Linked DNA regions of Rattus norvegicus: region 1 is linked to region 2. Evidence: chromatin contacts called from public Hi-C data. All regions are on one chromosome and are shown on one strand. Each heading gives the region's core, a stretch centred on a gene start, on an enhancer-like site or on the middle of the called end of the contact. The rest is flanking DNA. Distances are from core to core; before and after follow the strand shown. Region 1 overlaps Setx (senataxin). Region 2 holds the start of Setx (senataxin).

Region 1 (7,124 bases), core at 698-3,197, 48 kb after region 2:
GAGAGGTCTGCCCCAGAGCTGTTCTGCCGCAGGGGTTCTTGGGATGAAGCATAGCGTTCTGTATTTTCGGTGGATAGATGGTGTGAGTGAAGCCGGTGGCAGGCAGCAGGGTAGCATGTGCTTGCTGCTCAGCTTGTCTGAGGCTTTCAGTGTGGTGGTGCTTTGAAGTTTGGCTGTGAGCCTTATCTTCTAACATCTTTTAACTCTCTTGCCAGCCCAATAACTTTTTGGTGTTTTAAGAAAGTGGTCCTCTGAGGAGAGGAGCTAACTCGCTTGTTTTTCTTCACTGTTTTGTTAATAGCAACCAAGGGCATTCAGATGTATCTCCTTCCTGTCTCACACTTACCTACACCTGTGGTTTAGCTTGTGCTGTTTGTGTACCCTTTAAAGGGAGCCATAAAAGCTGGTTTCATGTCTCTTTTTAAGTTGATAAGGAAAATTGAAATTTTATCATAAATACTGCTAAAAGATTGTTTCTAACATAAATGTTGATAGTTTAAAGTCATGGGGACTGGAGACATGACTCAGTGGTTGAAAACGTTTGCTGCCTTTGTAGAGGGCAGGAGTTTGGGTCTCAGCACCCATGTTGGATGACTCACAACTGCCTGTAACTTAAGTTCAGGGTCCCTGAAAGCAACTGCACTGACATAAACACAGAACACAGAAATAAATTATAAACCATTACCGATGGCCTGGGGACATAGCAGGTGTAAGGGCCTGAGTCTGTCCCCAGCAGTGTGCATACAACTTAAGCAAGATTAGAGTAAGATAATAGAGAGGTTTGGGGCTGGAGAGGTGCTCAGGGGCTAAGAGCTCTCCCAATCTTCTCTCAGTAGATAGTCCTTTGAGAAGTTAATAAATGCTGTGGGTTTTCTTCAAGAACAGTCACGTATGGTCAGGATTTTGCCTTCTAAAACTAAGTGTTAACTGTTAAAATGTCAGCCATGCCCAGGGCCTGGTGGCAATCTAGATCCGCAGGATGGATGCTTATTACAGTAGCTGCTAGAGGAGTGCGGCCATTGTGCACGTGTGGGGTTGATGCATCTGAGGGGCTGTAGTTTTAATTTTCATTTCAATTAACAAATTTAAAATAGATAGCCCAGTAGGGCTAGATCTGCAGGAGGCATCTTCCTGTGCTGCAAGGATGGCAGGGGTAGGAGTGGGGTTTCCTTACAGCTGTCACCAGCCCTGGCTTTTATTATGCCGCCTTAGGGCTGGTCGTTTGAACGCCTCCTCTCACTCTTGTCTTCTGAGTGGTGAAGTTTTGAGAGTCTGTTTTATCAGACTATATTTATTCCTTCAGAAACAGAAGTTGGACACCCATGCTTTTCCAGCAAAATGAGTGTTTCTGTAGGGTGTGATTGTTTCTCTTCTGTGTTTCAGGAAAATCAACATTGGTATGAACTGATTCAGGATGCTCAGAAGCGTGGGGCCATTATTAAGACCTGTGACCCAAACTATAGACATGACGCCATGAAGATCCTGAAACTGAAGCCTGTGCTGCAGAGGAGTCTGACCCATCCCCCAGCCACTGCTCCGGAGGCACCCAGACCTCAGGGTGGCTTGCCCAGCAACAGACTGGACAGTGGACTTGCCACAACATCTTTTGCTCCTTCTTTATATCACACACCCTCTGATACTGTTACTTCAAAGGAACCTGAAAGGCCACTTCTTCAAGACCGACTTCGAGATCCACGACTACTCAGGAGATTGGATGCTGAAGCCAAGGGGACATTCCTGAGGGATCCACAGCCCGAGAGCCCCCAGCTCCCTGGGGTAGTCCATCTCCTGGGAGAGTCTGGCTGTCCTGTGCTTTTCCAGGACCTAGGTTTTGTTGTGCCACCATCCACTGCCATCGTTGCTCCTCTGGGCAGCCACAGGTCGCCTATACAGGCTGAGCCACGACCTGCTCACCCTGCTGCTGCCGCCTCCACAAGTAAGAGGAAGTACAGTGACCCAGATGCTGGGCTCAGCCACAGAAGAGAGCCTAGGGCCTTTGCTGGAGAGCAGGGGAGGCACGGCTCTGTGACTCATCATGCGCTGAGAAGCACTGACTTGGACAGGAGGAGGCTGGATGATAGCAGTGCCAAGAGGAGACGGTTTCTATAGTAGCGCCTGGGGACGGGACTGTCACCACAGGCCAACTAGTAGCACCTTACATATAAACTGGGTTTTGTTTTTGTTTCCCTTGAAGAGTCTCTGTTAGAGGAAGGAATACCTTCTGATGCTTGGTCTGTTTGTTGGTCTTGTGTTCAGTGCTTACTTCTTGCCAGTTGTATACACGTGGAGAGGGCATTTGTATGCCTGAAATCTTGTTCTTGAGGTCAGAATTCAAAATGTTGGGAGCTTTCGTTCTGGAGAAAAGGTCAGATCAGAGTGAGTACTGTAAAGGTTAAACTATGAATCTATATAGCAAATGGAAAATTCTTTTAAAATGTAAACTGGTAGACCACATTTCCTTCCTCAGCCTAAAATATTGGTCATTTTCCAACAGAACAAACTTCATGTTTAAAGAGAGAGAGAGGAGGACTGGTCCTTCAACCACTGTGTAGTAGACAAGTTTAACAACCTCAGTACTGGGAGTTAGCCAGCTTTGAACCAGTGGCCAGTGTCTTGAGCTAGGGTTTCTTAGGCCTTTAGAAACCAGCATATTAGTTAGGGGTTGTTGTGCTCATTGGTGCATTTTTGAGACAAGACAGCTCGGCACAGGGCATTACTGTGACAAGTTCATTTACCTGTACTGGTGTATGACTTAGTTTTCTGGCTGAATTTCTTTCCCTTCTCCAAACGGAAGAACAGTTTTTTGAACTGCCATCCATGTTTCCAATGTTTTGTGAGGTTGGTGTAACTGGCGAATTGTAGACATGCTTATGTACCAAAGGGAGGGTTTGTGTGGCTTGTTGGCCTGGCCTGGAAGAATCCAGTTAGGATGTTTGTGAAGACTTGAGAGTTGCCAAGAAAATGAAAAAGGATGCATTTGAAGGGATTTCCATGGGAGCCACACAGGAGCAAAGCAGATAGCTTATCTTCAGGCAGGAGGGAAACGGTGAGAAAGGAGAGCAGCCATGTGGGCTGTAGGACCATCCAGTAGATGAAAGTGCAATCTGTTGGCTCACTGAGGCACTAGCCTGTGTCAGAGCTGCTGAGCTTGTGAGAGGAGAGCAGAGGGGGCTGGAGGTCAGTCAGAGTCAGGGCAAGGGACGGCTGCTTAACCAGTCTGCATGTAGAAGAGCAGTGGGAGTGGGGTTTCTCGTGACTGCTGTACACACAGCTGCTTTGGGGCAAGAAGACAGCCTTAAAAATAATCATTTGCTACTTGGAGGGGTTTTTGTCATCTGTTTTTTTGGTTTTTTTGTTTGGTTGTTTTTTTTTTTTTTTTGTTTTTTTTTTTGGTTTTTTTTTCAGAGCTGGGGACCGAACCCAGGGCCTTGCGCTTCCTAGGCAAGCGCTCTACCACTGAGCTAAATCCCCAACCCCTTGTCATCTGTTTTTAAACAAGAGTTTTTGTTAGAAATTCTGCTGAATTCTGCATTTTGCCAAGTTTCAACACTTGAATTTCCTGATCTCTCTCCACTGGTGCCCAGACATGAACCCCAATATCTGCTGAGCACTTTTGAAACTGGGGAGTAGGTACCTTCTCAAGCGCTTCAGCCTCCTGGCTGTACCCAGCTAGGTGGGAAGGAAATCCTACTCTGGCTAGGGTAGGGAGTTCAGTAAGCTCCTGCATTGGCAGGAGACCTCACTGTCACTTGAACTTGTCTTTCCTAGTGTGTGGGGTGTGCTCAGTTTAGCAGAGACTTGTAACCTCCTAAAGGCAAAAGTATGCTTCTGAGGGGGGCGTAAGAAAACAGCAATAGCCAGGACATTTCCCACTTGACGCTAAAGAAACGCCTTTGTAAAAAGAAGTTTTCCCAAACATGTAGTTGGCCGCTATCTGCCAAGTATGCTGTGGACATTGTGTGTTCGTCTACTGGCTCCCGGCTGGCCACAGCAGAATGTTGGGATTCGTATTGCGCCTGCCTACTTTGTGAGTGTAAGGGTTGCTGGCATTAGACTCTGGCCAGGGGATCCTCTCTTCCAGCAAGCAAACCTTAGACCTTTTCTCAGCAGAATGTAGTTGCGTAACATTAGATTTGAATTCTTAATTATTCCAGTTGGTAAAGGTATTTGGAGAAAAGTGTTTGCTGCGTCCAGTGGCCTTTTCCTAACAGTGCTGTCAGAAATGGTGAACCCTGACAAGATGAAAAGTTCACTTTGTCCTTGCTGTGGTTAAAAGAACATGCCCCGACCACTTTGAAATGTTACTTCAAGGCGAATGTATCATACCTGTCTTACTTTGCTTCTCTCTTGATTTACCACAGTTTGTTCAGTTACGTTTTCATGAATTACCAGGAGTAAATTTGAACAAACACATGTGAATAACTTCCTGTAAATGTGTTTTATAACAAGAGTGTGCTAAACTATTTTCTAAAATTACTTGTGCACTTTGGGGATTTTTCTGTAGCTTGTGTTTTGTATGCTCTGGATTCATAACTGGACTTTGGCAAATAGTAAACCTGTTATCTTTGTTAAAACCTAAAATTTAAGAGAAAATGGAGAAATAAAAACAAACAGGAAAACTGGCCTGGGTTAGAAGTACTTTGTGCTGCTAGGTTAGAGCTGGACGAGTTGCCTGCTGACCCTTTCCCCTGCCAGCTCTGTTTTCATCGCCCTCCTTGCCCGGTCCCTTTAGAATCTGGGTAAGGTTATACCCAGTCCCCGTTGGCACATGGACATACTGCAGATTCCAGCAAGTTCGTTAGTCTGGGGCTGGAGGTAGAGAACACAAATGAGCAGTGACTTGGGACAGGCACTCCTGGGAATGCCAGTGGAGGCATGGCCCATCCATGTCTAAGTTGGGTAATTGCTAGTGGTCACAGATAACTGAGAACACACGCAGTGGCTTACAGAATGAAGCACTTAAAGGGCACTTAATCTGCTTTCCACATCTTGCTATACCCAGTGTGCACTTGGAAATCACAGGGAAGACGGAGGCTGATAATAAATTTGCCCAATGGGCTGAGCACTGTGCCATGGTCACTTCATCTGGAATTTGTTAGCACAGTAGCTGTCAGTGATTAAAGTGACCAGGCATCCCTCTCTGTACCAATCCACAATTGCATGCAGTCCCTCCACTCCCTGGGTTTCACTATTCATTGAGGAATAAATAATTCAGGGGGCAGCATAAGATTTAGCTCGAACGTCAGAGAATTTAGTGTTGCAAGCACCACAGAGGCAGTTTTCTGCACACAAGGGACCTGAGTTATCACCCGCTGCTGCTATAGGATGTGAGTGGAGTTCTCCAATGGCATCTGAAGCCATGGAGTACCGGAACACGGCTGCCTTTCTGTTACAAGTGGGAACCTTTGGCCTTGAAGTCAGCAAAGGACCTTTTAAAAGGTGGTGTTTCTGGCCCACCCCATGATTTCTGATCTAACAGATTAGGGCACAGCTCTTGAAGATTGAGCTCTCGGGTGTTTCTATAGCAGAGCCTTGGGGTCTACCTCCTGTGGAGTCAGCAGGAATAAGGGTCCCATAGGGGTCAGTACATCATCTAAGATTCTGGATGTAGCCCTCCAAGAAAAGTAAATGGGACACCGGTTGCTGTTGAGAGGGGAGGTGCAGCAGGGCAGTGCAGCAGGGCCAAGGGAGGAAACTAAAATGGCCCAACCCATCCTCCCACCAGAGCCCATTCATTAGTTACAAGGAGCCCACATTTCAAAACTGATTTTCCTGAGGGTTTGCTCTTGGGTTTGGACACTCTGGGCTTGGAGATATATGTATAAGACCATGGAGACAGGTTTCCACCACTTCCAAAGCTGTGTGTGCACTTGTTCTAGATAGTCATGACATTCACTCGACATTTTTTTTTAAACAGGCTTCTCTGTAGTCCTGGAATTCCCTCTGTAGACCAGGTTGGCCCTCTGTAGATCTGCCTACCTCTGCCTCCTGAGTGCTGGGGATTGAACCCAGGACCTGGCACATACTAGGCCAGCAATCCATCACACCCCCAGAGATTTCCCTCCCCTTTTAAAGACAGGGTCTCCCTACATGGCCTAGAACTCTCTCTGTGTGTAGATCAGGCTGAACTCAGAGGTCCACCTGCCTCTGCCTCCTGAGTACTGGGATTTAAGGCATCACCAGGACATCTGGTTAACTATCTCTTTGTACTTCTTCATGATACTTATTAAGACTTTTTTTTTTTTTTTTTTTTGGTTCTTTTTTTCGGAGCTGGGGATCGAACCCAGGGCCTTGCGCTTCCTAGGTAAGCGCTCTACCACTGAGCTAAATCCCCAGCCCCCCAAGACTTTTTTTTAACATTTATTTATTTATTATGTATACATCATACAGCTTTCTGCCTGCGTGTATGCTCCTGCAGGCCAGAAGAGGGTACCAGACCTGATTATAGATGGTTGTGAGCCATCATGTGGTTGCTGGGAATTGAACTCAGGACCTTTGGAAGAGCAGACAGTGCTCTTAACATCTGAGCCATCTCTCCAGCCCAAGACTTTTTTTATATATATACTTTTAAATTGTGTGTATCCGTGTGCATCTGGGGGACAAGCATGTGCAGGTACATGCGGACTTCAGAGGCAGCAGATAAAGACATCCTTGGAGCTGGAGTTACAAGCAGTTTGTAAGCTGTCAGACAAGGGTGCAGGGACCTCGTGCAGGCTCTCTGCATGAACTGGAAGGGGTCCTAACTGCTGACCCTTTATAATGGAAATGAAGAGCTCACACCAGTTATCTGTCCACCTCACCAGCCAGATGTTTGGTTTGTGTACACCAGTGGCCATGAAAAACCTTGTACCGTAAGGAGTTTGGGTGTAGAGAAGATTTCAGCACCCCTAGCCTGGAGGATGCAGGTCTCTGCCTGTGGCCTGGTGACTGCCAGGTGCTGCAGCCATCCGGTTAACACCAGTGCAGCCTAAGGCTGCTCTGTCTCTCCCTAGGCTCCTCCCAACGCCTGCAGGGCTAGGCTTCTGCGGAGAGTGCACACCCACCACGTCTGGGGAGTGGGGCTCACATTCTCTGATCATTTTTCTCCTGTACTCTTCGTTGTTTTTGCTTTTAGAAGCAGTGTT
Region 2 (6,500 bases), core at 3,191-5,690:
CTTTCTTTTTTTTTTAAGATTTATTTATTTATTTAAAGTACACTGTCGCTGTCTTCAGACACACCAGAAGAGGGCACCAGATCTCATTACAGATGGTTGTGAGCCACCATGTGATTGCTGGGAATTGAACTCAGGCCCTCTGGAAGAGCAGTCAGTGTTCTTAACCGCTGAGTCATCTCTCCAGCACCAAATACAGACTTTCAGTTGGTTATAAACTGTGTCTAAGTGGTGTTTTCTGGTGGGCTCTCTCTATTATAACACGGTGTCTCATGATCACCTGTAACTACAGTCCCAGGGGATCCAAAGCCCTCTTTTTGGTATTGTACTCATGGTACATGTGGTGGTACGCAGTAATACATGCAGGCACTCACACTTACACATAAAATAAAAGCTAACAGTAACAATAATACTCCCATAATATGCATCTAAAGATGCGAACCCAGGACTGCTCGTGTACCTCAGTTGGAACTTTTGTTCCTAGAATGAGTCTGGCCCTAAGCCTTGATCCCAAGACCAAGTAAAACAGGCATGGTGGCACACAATCTGAGCACTTGGAAGGTGGAGGCAGGAGGTTATCCTCCGAAACATAGCAAGTTCTGGACTAGCCTGGGCAACATTTGGTGCCAACGGCACCCTCCTGGCAGCAGCAGCTATCCACCAGTTGGCTGTCCACGTAGCTCTATGGTCTAGCCTTTTCCAAGCCCTTTGCATGATAATGGTGATAGTAATGGTGGCAGAAACAAGAGAGAGGAACAACAGACTGTCTCGCACCTTAATCCTTTAAGCATGGCGTGGGGGCGGAGGCGGGGGCGGGGGCAAGGTAATTGCTGAGAGTTCAAGACCAATGGGAGCCTCACAGTGAGTGCTGAGCCTGTCTCCAAACAAAGCACTAATTTAGCGTTGTACTTTTGTCGTGTCGAAGCAGCCAACCTCCATCTTGGGCTTGAAGCCATCTTATAATGAAGACAGACTAGGCTCAATCTTGTTTCTGATTAAGCCTCTGTTTCTCAAGGATTAGGTTATGCTCCCCCTGTTGTAACCTTAACGGCAACTGGTTCTGCACTGCCTGCTCCCAGGGATCAGCCATGTCTTTGTTTCAAAGATTATACCATTTTGAAACCTTACTTCTTTTTTTCTAAAAGGTTATTGTGGCCACCTGTTGTGTCTACCTTGTTCTGGTTCTGTAACCCCAACTCGTTTGCCTTCCAAATGCCATTTGGAAAACCCTTATCCTTGAGCTATTAAAAAAACAAACAAACAAACCTAGTCTTCCTCACATCCAATGCTGACTTCTTGAACACCACCTTAAGGGGAGGCGTCCTGTCCGTCTACATGGCCATGGTCATTAGGATCTATGGTTTTCTCCTCCCACTTTGGCATTAGGAGTTGGACAGCATTAGGAATTGTACATGGTTTGTGCTCTTCAACTCCTTGGGGTCAGTTTTACATATTTGGCTGAAAAATAATTTATTTTATTCTTTGAAAGCTTTACCCATTCCTGGATATTGATGCTATTTCATCCACATTTCCTCCAACTCCCCAATGCTCCCTCCTTCCCAGCTTCATATCCGCTTTATTTCTCTTTGTTGCCATTCATCATCCCAAGCCAGTTAGAGCTGCTCACACGCACGTGGGTGTGATGCCACCCACCAGGGAACTAGCCACCTACCAACAGTCACATCCTCCCAAAGGACAGTGACCCTTCTCTCCTTCAACTGCCATCAACTGTCAATAGCTCCTCTGATAAGGGTGGGGCCTTGGGGTCCCTCCCACCCCCACCAGTGCTGGAATTTTGGCTGGCTTGATGCTGTGCTGGTCCATACGCTGCGATTTCATGCACGTACCCGTCATGTCTGAAAGTGAGCACCTCACAGCTCTCCTTCCGGTCTGCCAGTTTTTACTTTTTGGCTTCTTTGAGCTTAGCTAGGGAGGATGATGTAGATGACTCCCTGCCCCTGAACACTTTGACCAGTTATGAGAGTCTGCATAACTGTTACCCACAGCAAAAAGAAGCTTCTCTGGCCAAGGCCAAAAGCAGCATGAATTTTCTCCGTAGGACTGGGACATATGGCCACCCCCAAACGCCTGTTTGGCTTTTTGAGATAAGCTCTCATTCTGCATCTTACAAGGCTTGGAATCCACTCTATAGCCCCAGCTTGCTTGGAACTCCTGTTGATCCTCCAGCCTCCATCTCCCAAGTGCTACGATTGATGGTACAATCTAAAATCTAATCATGCAGAGTTAAAAGTTTCTTAGAATTGTTCTGTTGTTTGTAGAAAAAAACAAGGGTGGGGAGATTAAAGAGCCACAGAGGCTCGGATGAAAGTACATATTTTGTGGGCTGCAGGAAATATTTGTCTTCATTTTAACCCACAAAAGAAGTAGCAAAAATCATGTTTATGACTGTGCTGGTATAAGAACAAATACACGATTACATGGAAAGTATCTTTGTCAGAATACACCTTTTTGTCCTGATTTCGTAAGAAGACAAAACATTTTTGTTCACCTTAAAACTAAGTTATCCTGTAGCTATCCTATAGCAAATTATACATATATGTAATATGTATTTTATTTATATTTTGTTTTATAATTCTAAAAATATAGTGTAGTATTTATTTGTATTTATTATATATATTTGCTTTTTATTTCATCTTTATGTGTGTGAGTATTTTGCCTGTGTGTATTTGCCTCCTTGCCATGAAATGCCTAAGGAGGCCAGGAGAAGGGAATCTGTTCTGATCACTAAGGACAAAAGTTGCAGACAGATGTAAACAGCAATGTGGCGCCAGAAACTTAACTCTGGGTCCTCTTGAAGAGCATGAAGTGTTCATAACTGCTGAGCTCTCTATCCAGCGTCATACTAGTGTTTCTTACACTCCACGAGTAACTTAGCATTTGTTCTTTCACGAATAAAGCATGGTAAATTGCTGAAATCCGAAATCTGTTACGAATTCTGCAAGGATCTGTATCATCAGGGACATGGAACTGCAGGTAGTTCCTATCGTTTCCCCCCATTTCTGAAAATTTCAGCTAGCCATCCAGAGCCTTGATTTAAAAAAAAAAAATAACAACAAAAAACTCTATCATATAAATGTGTTATTTTAAAAACCATGCATACACATACTCTTAATTTGAAACTATTTTTTGCAACTTTGATTTTGTAGAAACCTTTGACAAAACGAAAAAAAAAAAAAGGCAAGAAAATAACGGTCAGCCGCGAGCGGGGACTCAACTGCCTAATCCTGATTGGCTAAAGTCGATCGGGGGACCCAACTGCCGATTCCTGATTGGCTAAAGTCCTTCTAACGGTCATCTGCTGCCTTATAAACCACACCCCCTTTTCTGGAACGTTCCTTAGAGCTTTATACTCGTGCTTCTGGCGCTGGCTTCTCATTCTGCGTTAAGGTTCTCCAGGGTAGGACGGTTCTTCAGGGTAGGACGGTCTCTGACCCACCTGCCACCTCTAAGAGCCTTGTTCTTTTCTGTGGCGCTGGCAGTGGAACCCAGGGGTACAGTGTGATAGGTGAGTGCTCCTGAGTTACCGCCTCACACCCTTTCCTTTTTTAAAAAAGAATAATGTTAATTCTTAAATTTTGGTGAATATAATGTAGGCCTCGACATTGCTTTGTGTACGAGACTGGCCTTTGGATCTGGAGTTGCCTCCTCGCACTCGTTCCTTTTTTTAAAAAAAGAATTGTTTTAATTTTTAATTTTTGGTGACTATAATGTAGGCCTCAAAATCTATGTATGAGGCTGGCCTTTGGCCGTGGATGCTCTGGCTTCAAGCCTTTAGAGTGTTGGGACTACAGGCGTGTTGGACTTGTAAAATTTTACGATTATGTTGGGCTTGTAAAGTGATTTTCTTTTCTAAATTCCATTTTTGAGGGGGAGAGGGTTTGGGTGACCCAACTGTCCTTTGGGAAATCTGGAGTGACCGTGTTCCGTTATCAGAGCCTGTTCTGAGTCGGAAACAAGGACTAATCCATGTAGGCTTTGCAGGAGCCTGAACTCGGTGGCGCCTTTGCATAGACACTTTTTTGTCTCAAGCGCACATTTTATTGTCTAGATTTCGGACGGAAACGTGACCGGCATCGGACGTTAGGAAGTGGAAGCGCTGAGAGGAAACGGTAAGTTAAGCACCCAACTCGAAGAGGGGCGGGGTGAGGAAAGGGGCGGGGCAGCGGGGCAGGCTCCTAGGCTAATTTACCGCCCCTTTGGACAGGAGCTCTTAATTGGTCGGACTTGCCCCTCATTCCGGAAGTGACGCCACGTATCCTCCTGCCTGGCCCGTGGTTCCCGGCTGCTGCTCTTCCCACCTCTCCTCCGCCCCCATGGTCCGCCCCCTTGGCATACCATAACAAGCAGGCCATGGCGGGGGCGGGTTGAGGGTGGAGCCCGCTCTCGCGGCGGTGGCGGGTTGGGCGTTGGGCGTTGCCTCGCACTTCCGTCTGCGGCTGCTCATCTAGCCGGGGGCATGGAGGTGGGCTAGCGCGCTGCAACCGGGCCTAACCGGGTGAGAAGTGCAGCGGTCATGCCGCGAGCGGGTGAACAAGCGGGAGGGCGCGTGCGCATGGAGGGGTGCGCGGCATATTGCCGCTGTAACTCGTGCGCGGCCTGCGGGAGAAGGCGCCTGCCTTCTGGAGAGCTGCGCGCGACGGAGCGGCGGCGGCCCCGGGCAGGCAGCGCTTGGTGTTTCCTGCTAGCCAGGCCCGCCCCCGGTGCCCTGCGGTTTAGGCACCAGCACAGCCGGCTTTGGGCTGCGATGTACGGGGAGGGCCTTGAGCTTCCGGGCGAGGGAGGTCTCCCGGGTATGGGTCCGACTGGATGCTGCCCTCTGCCCTGGCGTCGCTTCCGCTTGGGCACTGGGACGCCCTCCCTACTATCCCAGGCGTTGCAGTGTTGATGACCTCCCGCACGCCCGCAGCAGACTTGATCAAATACCTATTTAGCCCCTGAGGGGGAACAGCCCTTGGAGAAATTAGTGTTAAATTGTTCTCCTTCATGCACGGTAGAGTGTGGTCTAACCTGACCGAGGTAACTTATTAGATGACACTGTGCAAGGTTGATGCAAGGCCCAGGTGAGATACATAAATTAAAGGACATTTTATCAGTTTCTAATTTGTTTTAATTTCAGAAATGTTCTTTTTGGGGGCGAAAGTGTGACTATATCTGGATGCAGAGCTACATCTATTCACAGATAAGCCCAGCAAGCTCAAAGAGGATCACTTCACTGTGAGACGTTTGTCAAGGTAACTGTCTTTTTAAACAATCACTTCTTTTTCAGTTATTTGATAAGTACTTGAGTTACAGAAATGTAGAATAAGTCCATACCTTAACATCCCTAATTACTGAGGGTAGGGGCAGACAAGTAAACAGAAATCCAAACCACTTTGATAAGGAAAGAAGGTAATGAAAATGAAGGACAGGGAGGAGGAGGTCTCCAAGACCCTGGAAGAGGAAAGGCTTCCAGGTCACTCAGGATTGTGTTGTACACTGGTTTCAGTAGGTGTTCTTTCAGAATCACTAGTGGAGTGCATTAAGTTGTCAACTTGATGGTTTACATTTTAAGATTAAGAACTGTACTGGTCTGAAGGGTGTGTGTGTTGAAAGCGAATGGGAGAGCTACAGTACAGAATGCCATGCACCATGAGTTTTGGGCTGAACAAATGTAGTAAGTGGGAGCTATATATAAAGAGAACAAACCAAGGACATGGGGGGATTATTATACGTGCGGCTCAGTGATAGAGTTTTATCCCCAAAGTGCAGGCGTTAACCTGTGTTTTACACATCTAATTTGTGCAGTAACCTCTGGCAGTGTCTTGTAGGAAGTATTGGAGGTGGGTCAGAGGAGGCAGAGAGATTAGATTTCCTTCGAAATTCCGGCAAATGATGAAAGTGTAGGAAGACTCACCAAGAAAGAGGGAAAGAACAAGGCGACTCTGGGGATGGAGTGGGCGGTAGCACTATCAGTGTAGGGGGACACGCAGTTAGTGCAAGGTTTTTTTTTTTTTTTTAGATTTACTTATTATATATAAGTACACTGTATTTGTTTTCAGACACCAGAAGAAGGTATCAGATCTGATTACAGATGGTTGTGAGCCACCATGTGGTTGCTGGGATTTGAACTCAGGACCTCTGGAAGAGCAGCCAGTGCTCTTAACCACTGAGTCATCTCTCCAGCCTTCTTTTTAATAATGTATTTTTATGCCTATTGGTGTTTTGTCTGTATATGTCTGTGTGAGAGTGTCAGATCCCCTGGACTGCCAGGTGGTTACTAGGAATTGAACCTGGACCTCTGGGAAAGCATCCTGTGCTCTTAGGTGTAAAAGTAACTTATTTTTTTCTTTTGGAGACAGGTTTTCTCTGTGTAGCCCTGGCTGTTCTGGAACTCACTCTACAGACCAGGCTGGCCTCAAACTCAGAGATCCACCTGCCTCTGCCTCCGAGTGCTGGGATTAAAGGGGTGCACTACCTACATGGTTGTTGAAGTTAACCATATT

What was found. A called contact is a pair of places that touch in the nucleus more often than the background predicts.
Region 1: a contact with region 2 is called in a Hi-C map of Schwann cells, with 2.0 times the contacts expected there. The contact joins the enhancer-like site here to the promoter of Setx in region 2. A contact is called at or near these places in 5 of 12 Hi-C or Micro-C datasets (the A7r5 cell line, Schwann cells, hepatocytes and 2 more).

What each region holds. Positions count from the first base shown.
Region 1 is chr3:32,874,119-32,881,242 of GRCr8, forward strand. Setx (senataxin) reads left to right here. Exons shown (of 26, transcript NM_001427280.1): 26 at 1,384-4,622. The coding sequence ends at 2,109. Among named protein-coding and RNA genes, the nearest start is that of Setx, 49 kb to the left of the region's middle. Within about 2 kb of position 1,948, at least 15 of the 93 cell types and tissues checked have an H3K27ac peak or open chromatin away from gene starts, as enhancers often do. A contact at or near this core is called in Schwann cells and prefrontal cortex, where this site is marked.
Region 2 is chr3:32,823,972-32,830,471 of GRCr8, forward strand. Setx (senataxin) reads left to right here and starts at 4,441. Exons shown (of 26, transcript NM_001427280.1): 1 at 4,441-4,513; 2 at 5,135-5,249. It overlaps LOC108350345 (a long non-coding RNA gene), which reads right to left and starts at 1,767. Exons shown (of 3, transcript XR_010065156.1): 1 at 1,670-1,767.